Linked DNA regions of Mus musculus: region 1 is linked to region 2. A link is a contact called in public Hi-C data. All regions are on one chromosome and are shown on one strand. The core of a region is the stretch at or near the end of the contact, and the rest is flanking DNA. Distances in the headings are between cores, read along the strand shown. Region 1 has its middle 80 kb from the start of Galnt3. Region 2 overlaps Slc38a11 (solute carrier family 38, member 11).

Region 1 (6,363 bases), core at 1,165-3,664, 700 kb after region 2:
TGCTGAGCATCCAGGGAAGTCAGGGTTGGGGGTCGGAGAAGTTGGGGGGGATAGCGTGGTTGCGCAAGTCAGTTCGGTGGATAAAACACACGCGCGCGCACGCGCGCACACACACACACACACACACACACACACACACACAGAGTAAGAATTACCTCCAGGTGCACAGGAACAAATGGCTGTTCCTGAAAGGGCTGGGTGGGCGGACTTGAGAGAAACGTGTAATTTACATTTAATATTGAAGGAGTGAGAGGACTTCATAAAGAAACCTGAGCAGGAGCAGGCAATTAGTAACAGCAGCGGGACTGGCAGCCAAGCCTTTGGCCTGCGTCCTAGGAAATGGAAGCTTTGGCTTAACAGCGTGGAGCACTGGAAAGAAGAAATCTAAAAGCTCAGCCTTGAGCTCTGCGGCAGCCTTTCCTGCTGTGGTGGTGATGTGAGCCTATAGGGTACAGTATGCTCAGCAGTGGCCTAGAAAAGCAACTGAACAAGATGGACACCAGAAAAGCCCCGCAGACCTCAGATCTCTGCAATCACTTTGTGATGGCGCCCCTTACTGGTCAACAGGCAGAACACCAGAGGTCTACATCCTGAATGGAAATACGAGGTTTTCACTCAGGTGATCCCTGATGTTTCTGCGTTAAAATAATAATAATAATAATAATAATAATAATAATAATAATAATAACGATTTCATTATAAGATATTTTATTGTATTCTGAATAATGAAATAAAGGAAAGAAAATAATAGCTGTGGCTTTAATAAAACCCATCAGCTTTATTCATTGAATTGTGTTTTAAAAGAGTTAAATGCTAAGTTTCATGTTTATAAAATGACTCCTTTAAAATTTTAAATTTTATTCCACACAGATTTTCAAAACACTAGAAGACACATACAAACCATAGAACTGATCTTTCTCAAGTAACCCGCTCCTCAGATTGTAATAAGGAAGTTGGCATTAAAATAATCAGTTTCTTTTTTTTTTTTGGTTGCTATTGTTTTATTGTTTGAGATATTGCTTTAATTATGATAAATATGACAATATGACAAAGCCCTTAAGGAATGCTTGACATTTTGTCACAATCACAAGCCATTGAAAAATCCACTTTATTAAAATATAGATGAACTGAGAAAAATCAAGCCATTGTATCTAAAGTTATAAAAATTGAGTGTTCATATTTCACATTGCTCTGAAGGTCATTAAAATATCAAATAATCCATAAAGCATAGCTCACCTTTTTTTCTCAGCAGATTTACACATAGTGTCAATTTACTAAAAGTGAGGCCTAGAATATTTTCCTTCATAACCTTAATGTCATTGTACTGGCAATATTCAATATTTTGTGTATATTTTAATATCAAGAAGTCTTTGGAGACCAAGATAGTTACTAGTAGCCGAACAACATTTTCTTTTAACATAAACCAACCGTAAGCTATCTTACTGTGCAAAACAACATCAGCACGAAAAAAGTTCCTACAATTTCGCAGATATTTAAAACAAACAAACAAACAAACAAAACCAAACCCAACTCAGTAGATTCTGCACTTGGTAGATTTCTTCTTGTACAATATCCCTAAAAATAATTCATTTCAGATATATCCTTTCTGTGAACTCTTTTTACTAGTATATTTTTAGTCACAAGATTCTAGAATGTGTTAGAGAAGCAAGGGACACCCAAAGCCCCCACAGCATGGACTCTGGTCTGCCTTCAGGCCTGCCCTGAACGAACGGGCAAAGCTTTGCCCTGTTTCTTCCTCCTCAGACAGTGGGACTCAAAGAGCTTTTTGCCACCCTGGACACTCAGAGAGGCGGACATCCACAATGTTCCCTTAGGTTTCTACCTGGGAGTGACAGGTGTCCCTCCCACTCAAACATTGCAAAGTCCATCACACTGACACAGAAGTGGATTTTAATTCCTATTACCAAGTGGGCACCCTCACGAGTGATTTCCTACAGATACGCTCTCACGCTCTCACCGTTCCTGGGGAACAAAGGCACTGGGTAATCCTGCCCTACCATGTGCTTGCAAAGACAGGCAGAACTGGCGGGGAGCAGCACTGTCTCCTACAGGAATCAGCACACTGACAGGATATGGTGCAATTTATGTTTTCTTAAAAAAAAAAAAAAAAAAAAAAAAAACAGAGAGAGGCCTAACAATTTATTTGGGGTTAGGTTTAATATCTGGACTTCTTTCCAGGACTTACATTTTTACTGAAATAAATTGAGTTTAAATTGAGCTCTTGGGAGATTTCACAGTGATTGACCAATTAGGTTGTTAGGGCCACTCTGCATGGGCGGGGGGCACGGGGGCAATGGCAGGGGAGCAGCTGCTTTCGGGTCTCTGGCCTCGTCTTGAGTGTTGTCATGGTGACAACTGCCAGCAGGAACCTACTGGGAGCCCAGTGGACGCCTTGGCTGCCAGAGCTGTGTATCAGACAATGCGCCATTCCCAGCCTTCCAGACATAAGCAGCACAGACCCTTTAGCTGGGCTGTTCTTTGCTTTCTACCTAAGGGGAAATTTGCTCTTGCTTGAACTACCAATTGCCCGCCGTCAGTTCAGACAAAACAACTCCATTTTCGAGTTTCTTCTTGTGTGCTTCCTCTCTGCTGATTTTTCCATACAATGCCATCCTGTTCCCAATTTTCAAGGCGTACAACTAATGCGGTTACTAGAGAAACCTCAACTCATGATTTTTAGGTATAATGGAAAAGCAAACAGGTCCTATAGTGGTGTACTGCCTAACTTACACGATCTTCTGAGGTTGTGTAAGTTATGTGTTCTGTGCCCATATGATGTTCAACACACTTGCCGGTAGCGACTTGAAATGTCTCACTTGGCATGTGTCCAATACAACCAAGTAGCATACCTCCTAACTGATTTTACCTTATTTTACATGTAAGTAACTGCATATGACCCGGAACATTGTGTAGAAAGCATAGTTTCAGGATTATACTTAAACTCGACTACCTAGCCATAGAGGAAATACTAGTGTCTCACTTAAAATTGTGTACATATTACTGTCTCTAAAGCAGACGGAGGTCATTGCCAAATGAGGTGTACCATAGCATTCTCTGACTGGTTCTTGTAAGTTTAACTCCCAAGTCCTAATCGCATAGCTAAAAAGCAGTAAGGGAGGGTGATGACCTGCGTAGTACATGTCGTACTTTAGAAGCGAGACCTAAGTGGGGAAAATGCTGTTGTCTCTAAATCACTTATTACCTACATCATTGTGAATTTGAAGGGGAGACAGATACTAGCTAGAAGACAACAGTTCTGGCCCCAGATATATTTATATCTACGTCTACCTATATATCTATTTCTATCTATCTATATCTATCTATATTATTCTGAATATCTACATTTACATGTATATCATCTATGTTTATGTCCGTATTTTTATCTATATCCATCATTATGCATGGGTACTTACCTCATTGGGCATCCTCCCTAATATAACATTTGCCTAGCATGTGTAGATAGATAGATAGATAGATAGATAGATAGATAGATAGATGATAGGTAGATAGATAGATAGATAGATAGATAGATGATAGATAGATAGATAGATAGATAGATAAATGATAGATGATAGATAGATAGATAGATAGATAGATAGATAGATAGATAGATGATAGATGATAGATAGATAGATAGATGATAGGTAGATAGATAGATAGATAGATAGATAGATAGATAGATAGATAGATGATAGATAGATGATAAATAGATAGATGATAGATAGATAGATAGATGATAGATAGATAGATAGATAGATGATAGGTAGATAGATAGATAGATAGATAGATAGATAGATAGATGATAGATAGATAGATAGATAGATAGATGATAGGTAGATAGATAGATAGATAGATAGATGATAGATGATAGATAGATAGATAGATAGATAGATAGATAGATAGATGATAGATGATAGATAGATAGATAGATAGATAGATAGATAGATAGATGATAGATGATAGATAGATAGATAGATAGATAGATAGATAGATAGATGATAGATAGATAGATGATAGGTAGATAGATAGATAGATAGATAGATAGATAGATAGATAGATGATAGATAGATAGATAGATGATAGATGATAGATAGATAGATAGATAGATAGATGATAGATAGATAGATAGATAGATAGATAGATAGATAGGTAGATAGATAGATAGATAGATAGATAGATGATAGATGATAGATAGATAGATAGATGATAGATAGATAGATAGATAGATAGATAGATAGATAGATAGATGATAGATAGATAGATAGATAGATGATAGATGATAGATAGATAGATAGATAGATAGATAGATAGATAGATAGATAGATGATAGGTAGATAGATAGATAGATAGATAGATAGATAGATAGATAGATAGATGATAGATGATAGATAGATAGATGATAGATAGATAGATAGATAGATAGATAGATAGATGATAGATAGATAGATAGATAGATGATAGATAGATAGATAGATAGATAGATAGATGATAGATAGATAGATAGATAGATGATAGATAGATAGATAGATAGATGATAGATAGATAGATAGATAGATAGATAGATAGATAGATAGATAGATGATAGATAGATAGATGATAGATAGATAGATAGATAGATAGATAGATACATAGATAGATGATAGATAGATGATAGATAGATAGATAGATAGATAGATAGATAGATAGATAGATAGATGATAGATAGGTAGATAGATGATAGGTAGATAGATGATAGATAGATGATAGATAGATAGATGATAGGTAGATAGATGATAGATAGATAGATGATAGATAGATAGATGATAGATAGATAAACTGTTATATTACCAAGGATGCTTAATGAGGTATTCTGATTTTTGTTTCTGTTATTGTTGCTGGTGCTCATTTTGGGACTTTCCCTAAAATTCCTCTTCTGTATTAAAAGGGGCACAAGACTTAGTGTGCTTACAATATGCTAATGCCTTACATACATCTCATAGGTGATTTTTCACAACCCATAAACTGAGGGTTGTTCTGTGCAACTCACAATTAAGCTGAAGGTTAGACAAGTTCAAGCACTTAAGGTTTTCCAGCTAATAGTTGAAAGAACCACCTCCATTCAAAGAGTGTCTCCAGGGCTAGGTGCTTAGGAATTCCACTCCAGTGGCGCTAGTTTCTCTTGCAACTTTTAATTAGATTTTAAATGAGTGCCACACATTTAAACAGGTTGGAAATTTGTCAGTATACTCCATATAAAAGGGTGCTAACAACTATAACTATTAGCCATGCCCAAACCTGTACTCCCATAAGATGCTCTCAGTCCAGCCAGTGGACTTGTATCTTGGGTTTGAATTAGAATAACCTTGGACATTCATAAAATTATAGATGCCAGGGAATTTCTCACAGAAATCAGAATTAAATTAAATTAAATCAGGGTTAAATCAGAATCTCTGGGAGTGAGGCTAAGGGACCCATTTGTATGATCTCACTGAGCAGGTTGAGGTGAGACGAGGCATTGGAGAGTGAATAGGTGATTGGCTGTCCTCATCAAGCCACCTAGTGGAAGTCCAGGAATCCACTTCCAGGATAAAGGCCTTCCATGTTGGTTGATCTACTTTACACTGATCAGTCACCCTGGAGAAGCTGCTGCGTTGAGGCAAGGAGGCCATCTCACCATGGAAACAGGATTCTGCCCCAAGATGACAGTCCATGATGCAGAGGAATGTTTCAGAAGACCCAGCCATATGAAGAGCAAGAGGGAAGGCGGTGGGAAGAAGGTGACTGACAGGAGGGAGAAGGTTCGGGCAGTCTCGCTCTGCTTCCTTCCCACGGTCATGGGTGTTGTATCAGACACTGTCCGTGTTTGGGATGCAACGCCTTTTAAGAGGCTTGCCTTGGACAGGCAGTGTGAGAGTAAAGTGAGGCTTAGGACGACGGGCGCATTTCTTCTAGAAGCTAATGAGCTGCGTAACTGAGGCAGTTCGCAGACTAAGAGCACACCAGCTAAACTTTCACACCTAAATCAGATTTCCTTTTTCCTTTTTCCTTTTGATCCAGATTTGATGTGGAGCCACCACCACGTGCACACATAAATCACTGCAGACCAAATTCTCAGAATCCCATATTACTGCTGAACTTTGATATGATTTTATTTGATATGATTTTAAAGAGACCCATGCTTACCTGATAATACCATTAAATGTAGCTTTATTATCTTCCTGGAGTATCATGACCAGGCTTTTTATTTGTTGGTTGGGTGGACATGAATTCATTTAACCTGTTTGTAGATTTTTTTTTCTTTCTCTCTCAATTGTGGCTGATAGTTTTGCTGGATACAATAATCTAGGTTGTCACCTGTGGTGT
Region 2 (6,070 bases), core at 2,507-5,006:
AGTATTTATTTTCTTAGTCATAGCAAGCAAGCTGTTTTCCTACAATTTTACCGAATCAAACTCATATTGTATGCTTAAACAGGCACATGTACGTAAAACAAAATTTGTGGTTTTAAGTGAAGGAATATTTTCAAGGGTTGACTCTCAAAGATTTCATCTAAACACTAATTCTGATATTTCTTACTTTTTCTTTTTTTAATCTTTGGATCACATGTAGAGTAACATAGACTAGAAACTGGCAGGTAAAGGAGGGGCTCAGGCTGGGCGGTGGTGGTGCATCCTTTAATCCCAGCACTCGGGAGGCAGAGGCAGGCGGATCTCTGAGTTCGAGGCCAGCCTGGTCTACAAAGTGAGTTCCAGGACAGCCAGGGCTACACAGAGAAACCCTGTCTTAAAAAGAAGGGACACAGAATAAAGCTGGTAGAAAATTTGTTATGTTTTTCATCTGAACAAAAATCTGCATATGTATGGTGGACCCTGTGATTTTGTTGTGATACATGTATAGACCAGGTAAATTTTAAATCAGGACAAACACACACACACATGCACATTTACATACTCAATCATTTATTCTCTATCATAAAAATATGTAAAATACTTTTTTCTAGCTTTTAACCATAAACAGTACATTATTATTATCAATAACCATTCTACTGAATATAGAACATAGAACTTATTTCTGTTAATTGTGTCTTTGTATACCTCCTCCTAAGCCTCTCGTGGCAACCATTTAACTCTTTAACTTGTAAGAAAGTAACTGTTTTTGTGTGCCTTTTGGAGACATGTTCTCATTATATACCTTAGCTGGCCTGGGATTCCTACAGATTTGCTTATTTCCACCTCCCAAGTGATGGTAATAAACACATGTATGACTAAACCCTTCCTGAGATCAACTTTTAAAATATTACCCAAGTGAGCGAGATCATATAATACTTGTCTTTCTGTTTGTGGCTTTATTTTATATTTTTATTTATGATTTTCATTCCCCTGTTGTGGCACATTATATGATTTGAGTTTTGTTGTTGTTGTTGTTATTTTTGTTTTGTTTTGGTTTTAATGGTGGAATAGCATTATGTTGTATGTGTTTGTTGTATTTTCCTTATTTATCATGGAGTAGAAACTTACATTGTTTCTTTATTTTCATTATTAGAAATAATGTTGCAGTAATTAGTTGGATAATTTTTGAGAAAGAATTACTTATCTACCTGTGATGGCTATTCTTGGTTGTCAACCTGATTATGTCAGGAATTAACTAAGACCTCCAAATGGAGCACATGTGTGAGGATTTTTTTTTAACTTGAAGTGGGAAGATCTACTTCTTTTTTTTATTATTAAATATTTTTTATTACATATTTTCCTCAATTACATTCCAATGCTTCCCCAAAAGTCCCCCATACCCTTCCCCCCCCCCGCCACTCCCCTACCCACCCACTCCCACTTTTTGGCCCTGGCGTTCCCCTGTACTGGGGCATATAAAGTTTGAGTGTTCAATGAGCCTCTCTTTCCAGTGATGGCCGACTAGGCCATTCTAATCTGGATATTTGTGGTGGGAAGACACACCTTTAATCTAGATCTTTTGAAGATGGAAGACCTAGTTGAAATCTAGTCCACTCCTTCTATTTAGGGATTTTACTTTTTACCTGCTTGCTTTCATATCAATAGCATGTCCATTCCTCATAATTGTCATTAGAGCCTACTTCTTGGGGATTCCAACATATATAGAATGCCAACTGAGATATTTATCCTCATGGAGGGAGTAACTATTGGATTCTTGAAACTTCTATTTATAGGCAGCCATTGTTCAATTAAGTGGACCACAGCCTGTAAGTCATTCTGTAGAAAATGTCATTCTGTAGAATATATACAGAATATATTCTATATTCTAGAGAACCCTGACTAATATACCATCCCTTTCCATTAGATCACAGCAGAGTATAAACTCCACATAAAGAGAAATAACTTTTCTAAAGCATAAAATGTCTTTGAAATAATAAAATTTGCACTTACACCTCCATGTAAACCAATACTAAAACTTTTAACCTGGGCCTAGAGAGATGATTTGGCAGTTGAAAGCACTTCCTGTTCTTCCAAAGGATTCCAGTTCTCTTCCCACTATCCATATTGGATCTCTCTGGCCTCCGCAGGTACCAGCACACACACACACACACACACACACACACACACACACACACACACACACACGTACAGTTTGTTGATTATATAACTAAACAAGGATAGGACACATGGATTTCCCCCTCTGTCCTGAGATCCCAGAATCTTTTACTAAAAGAAGAGACATCTGAGGAGAAAATATTTTGTGAAAAGAAATTGGATGTTTAAGTCATAACTGTGGAGAATCATGAGGAAGACACACAACATGAGAAAGAGTGGCTTAGGTCATGCCAGCTGGGAGTGGGCGGGGCTCAGACACTAGTGAGCTACCCTGGGTGTGCCAATAAAAGGGGAAAACAAAGAAAAACAGGGTGCTTTGGGATCCTGGAGAGAGAGTGTCTGGAACCTGGAAGAGGCGGAGCGTGGGGGATGGGGGTGGGATCCTAGGGTGGTGGTGGGTGGTACAGGAACAAACTGAGAGGCTGATCTCTCTAGAAGGCTTAGCAGAACAGGAAGCCAGTCAGGGTGACCCAGTATCTTTCTTGTGTGAGCATTTGGAAGAAGGTTAACAAAAGGGATTAAGCCTAAAAGTCAAACAGGGCAAACCAGCAAACAGGAAAGTGAAAGAAGGAATGAAGCAGGGAAAAGGGAGAAGGGGGTAGGAAGGAAGAGTAAGAGAAGGCAAGGGACTTCATTTTGAAAACTTTAGTGTCTATGAATTACAAGGTCTGAAGTGACCTTGGGCTTGGTATAGAGTAGTTTGCAGCCGTAGAATGACCAGTGCTTCAAAAAGAAATGATTGCTTCCTTTACATAAAAAAAAACCTTAACAGATGTTAATTATATAATTTTTGTTTAGCCTTTTTGGTGGGGGGGGGATGCTGGGGGTCAAAATCAGGTTTTCCTGTATGCTAACTACAAAGCTATATACATAGTCCTCTATGCTTTTAAAGAAAAAACTTATTTTTAATCATTTTTACTTATATGTATGTCTGTGAGAGCATATGTCATATATGGGCATGCCTGAAGAGGCCAGAAGAAGACATAAGCTCCTCCGTTGCTGGAGTTGCAGCTGGTGGTGAGCTGCCAGATGTGGGTGATGGTTTGGATCCTTGGAGTCCTGCATCTTGTATTGATTAGAAACTTAAATTTGTTATCTTCATAATGGCCGAGGGATCAGAAATGTTGTCCTACCAAACAACCCTGTCTTTATGAAGTGATTAAAAACAAGCTTCAGGCTGGGCATGGTGTCTCACCTGAAATCTCAGCTCTCAGGAGGCAGAGGCAAGTGGATGTCTGTAAGCTTGGGCTAGCCTGGTCTACAAAGCAAATTTCAGGCTAGCCTAGACTATATATTGAGCCCCTGTTTCTAATAAATAACACCAAAACAACAACCAAGCTTCGAGGTATTCCTGCTGGACCTTAGGACACTGCACCTCTGGGCCAGGAGGCTCAGAACACCTCGTACCTTCTGGTAGCGCACACTCAAACTCTTCCGCAGAGCACAGGATGCTTCCGAGTGATCCGTGTAGGCAGAACCTGCTCTAAATTAACTGCTTCAATCAGACACAGCTTAGAGTTAAATGCTCTGGCTACCCCTAGGCACAGCTCAGCGTTTCCTGTTTTCTGTCATAGCACAAGCTCTAAGTGACAGGCAGAGCTGACCACTTCCCCAGGCTCGGCACCAGCTGGCTCCTCAGCCACCGCTCCCTCCCAGCGCATTTGTGTCAGACTCCTTGATACAGATCTGTGTTTGACATGAGCTGGCAGGAAAAAAAAAAAATCCTCCCTTGTGATTACTCTCAATGTCAAAATGGATTCACTGACTTTAAATACAATTTTTAAACTTTGATTTAAATTTTCAGAAAACTTAATGTTGATTTTTGGGGGGTGGTGGTGGTGGTGACAGAATTTACTTTTGTTCTTACAAAAAAATGACCCACGGGCTGGAGAGATGGCTCAGTGGGTAAGAGCACTGACTGCTCTTCCAAAGGTCCTGAGTTCAAATCCCAGCAACCACGTGGTGGCTCACAAACATCCGTAATGAGATCTGACGCCCTCTTCAGGCGTGTCTGAAGACAGCTACAGTATACGTACATATAATAATAAGTAAATCTTTTTTTAAAAATCACACACAAAGAAAAAAAATGACCCACGTGAAACAAGTCATGTAATCATGGACATGTTTCATCACTTGAGATATCAACTTCCTTTGATTCTAATTATCATCTAATCTTTGATTCCCTTGCCGACTCTTCACTAAGTGCTCTTGCTGGGTTGATTTCACACAAACAAGCAGGTGGGAGGGAGTAGAGTAGGATCTTACCTCAGAAACCATCAATAGCATCATTATTGCTGTTGCTGTGTGTTTTGTGTATTCATTTGAAGAACACCATTATGGGTGTGTGTAAGAACATGAGTGTGTAAAGGTCAGAGGACAACACCAGTGTCTTCCTCGGTCACTTTTCTACCATACCCTTCTTCCCCCAACATAATATTTCTATTTATTCTTTGAGGATTTCACATCATACACCCCTACCACATTCACTTCCTTCCCTGCCCACCCACTCCCTTGTGACCTCACCCCAGCAAAAAGAGAAAAGTCTAATGAGTGTTAACGTTATACTTACTGGGGCTTGCTCAGACTCTCAGTGGCCTGCCCCTTCAATAGAGCTAAGCCTTTCTCCTTTTGCAGACCTGCTGGAAGGCAGCTGTTGTGGAGAACAATATTTCATCATCCTTTCACAGGTTTTTTATTTTTGTTTTTGTTGGGTTTTTTTGTTGTTGTTGGGTTTTTTTTTGTTTTTTGTTTGTTTGTTTGTTTGTTTGTTTTTGGTTTTTTTCGAGACAAGGTTTCTCTGTGTAGCCCTGGCTGTCCTGGAACTCACTCTGTAGACCAGGCTGGCCTTGAACTCAGAAATCTGCCTGCCTCGCCTCCCAAGTGCTGGGATTAAAGGCATGCGCCACCACTGCCCAGCCTATCACAGTTTTTAAGAGATCTCTTCAACGGCTGCCTGCTATGATGTTACTATCTTTTGGGGGGGAGGGGGTGGATTTTTTTTCAGTGAACCTGGATTGGTTGAGACTGGTTGGCCAGCGAGCCCAGAAATCTTCCTGTCTCCATTTTCCTAGTGCTGGGATCACAAGCATACACCAATAATTTAGCTTTACAAAAGGGACTCTGGAGATTTGAATTCAGGTCCCCATGCTTTCGCTACAGGCACATAATGACTGAAGTATCTCTCCCCAGACTCGTAATTTTTTAATATGATAAATATTTGCTAGAATTATAAGTGTTCTTTGGATCTCTGATGGTTATATGCCCAACTCTACCCTCAATAAACTTTAATAGTTCCACAGAGGGCGACTGGGTTATATCTACCTTTGTAGCCCCATAACCTAGAACAACTGACTCAATAGGCATTGATTGACACTAGACTCATCTGTTTCAGCCTTTGGTGGTGAGTTCTGGACCACCTATAAATCTAGTTGTTTAAGCTAAAAACCTTGGTATCAATCATCACTCTATGCAGCTCTTGCTCCCTTAGCCCCTTCCCATAGTCACTAAGTCTAATTAACTTTATCAGCTTAAAGGTTCCTCCTTCTTCATGTCTACTATCCATGTACATATACTGTACCAGTTATCCTGTGCCTGGACTCTTGGTATAGTCAGCCTTCTTCCAGGCTTCTGTTCTCCCTTTGCCCTTACCTCGGGCTGTAAAAATAGCCCAATTAAAACAGGAGCTTTATCTGTCCACACTTCTGTTTCAGAACTGCCGCTCTCTGTCAGCTCGACAAGAAGACAAGAATTTTACACTGCAGCAAATTCTTCCCTTCATCTTGGTCTCTTCCAAGCCATCTATGGTTTAGCAAAAGATTTCTTTGTATACTCCAAGCAGACTTTTACCCAGAATCAACAAAACTCTAGTTATGCCTTAAACACAGTATCTATGTAGTGG

Evidence for each region. Hi-C and Micro-C count contacts between places; a contact is called where the count stands out from the background.
Region 1: a Hi-C map of the N1E-115 cell line shows a contact between it and region 2, with 5 times the contacts expected there. The contact joins two enhancer-like sites. A contact is called at or near these places in 1 of 484 Hi-C or Micro-C datasets (the N1E-115 cell line), 1 of 115 datasets of contacts at active chromatin or transcription factors (embryonic stem cells) and 1 of 9 other capture datasets (embryonic stem cells).

The regions. Positions count from the first base shown.
Region 1 is chr2:66,041,812-66,048,174 of GRCm38.p6, forward strand. No RefSeq gene overlaps it. Among named protein-coding and RNA genes, the nearest start is that of Galnt3, 80 kb to the right of the region's middle. Within about 2 kb of position 2,415, at least 28 of the 459 cell types and tissues checked have an H3K27ac peak or open chromatin away from gene starts, as enhancers often do. A contact at or near this core is called in the N1E-115 cell line, where this site is marked.
Region 2 is chr2:65,338,550-65,344,619 of GRCm38.p6, forward strand. The region is part of intron 7 of Slc38a11 (solute carrier family 38, member 11); the gene reads right to left. Among named protein-coding and RNA genes, the nearest start is that of Slc38a11, 22 kb to the right of the region's middle. Within about 2 kb of position 3,757, at least 115 of the 459 cell types and tissues checked have an H3K27ac peak or open chromatin away from gene starts, as enhancers often do. A contact at or near this core is called in the N1E-115 cell line, where this site is marked.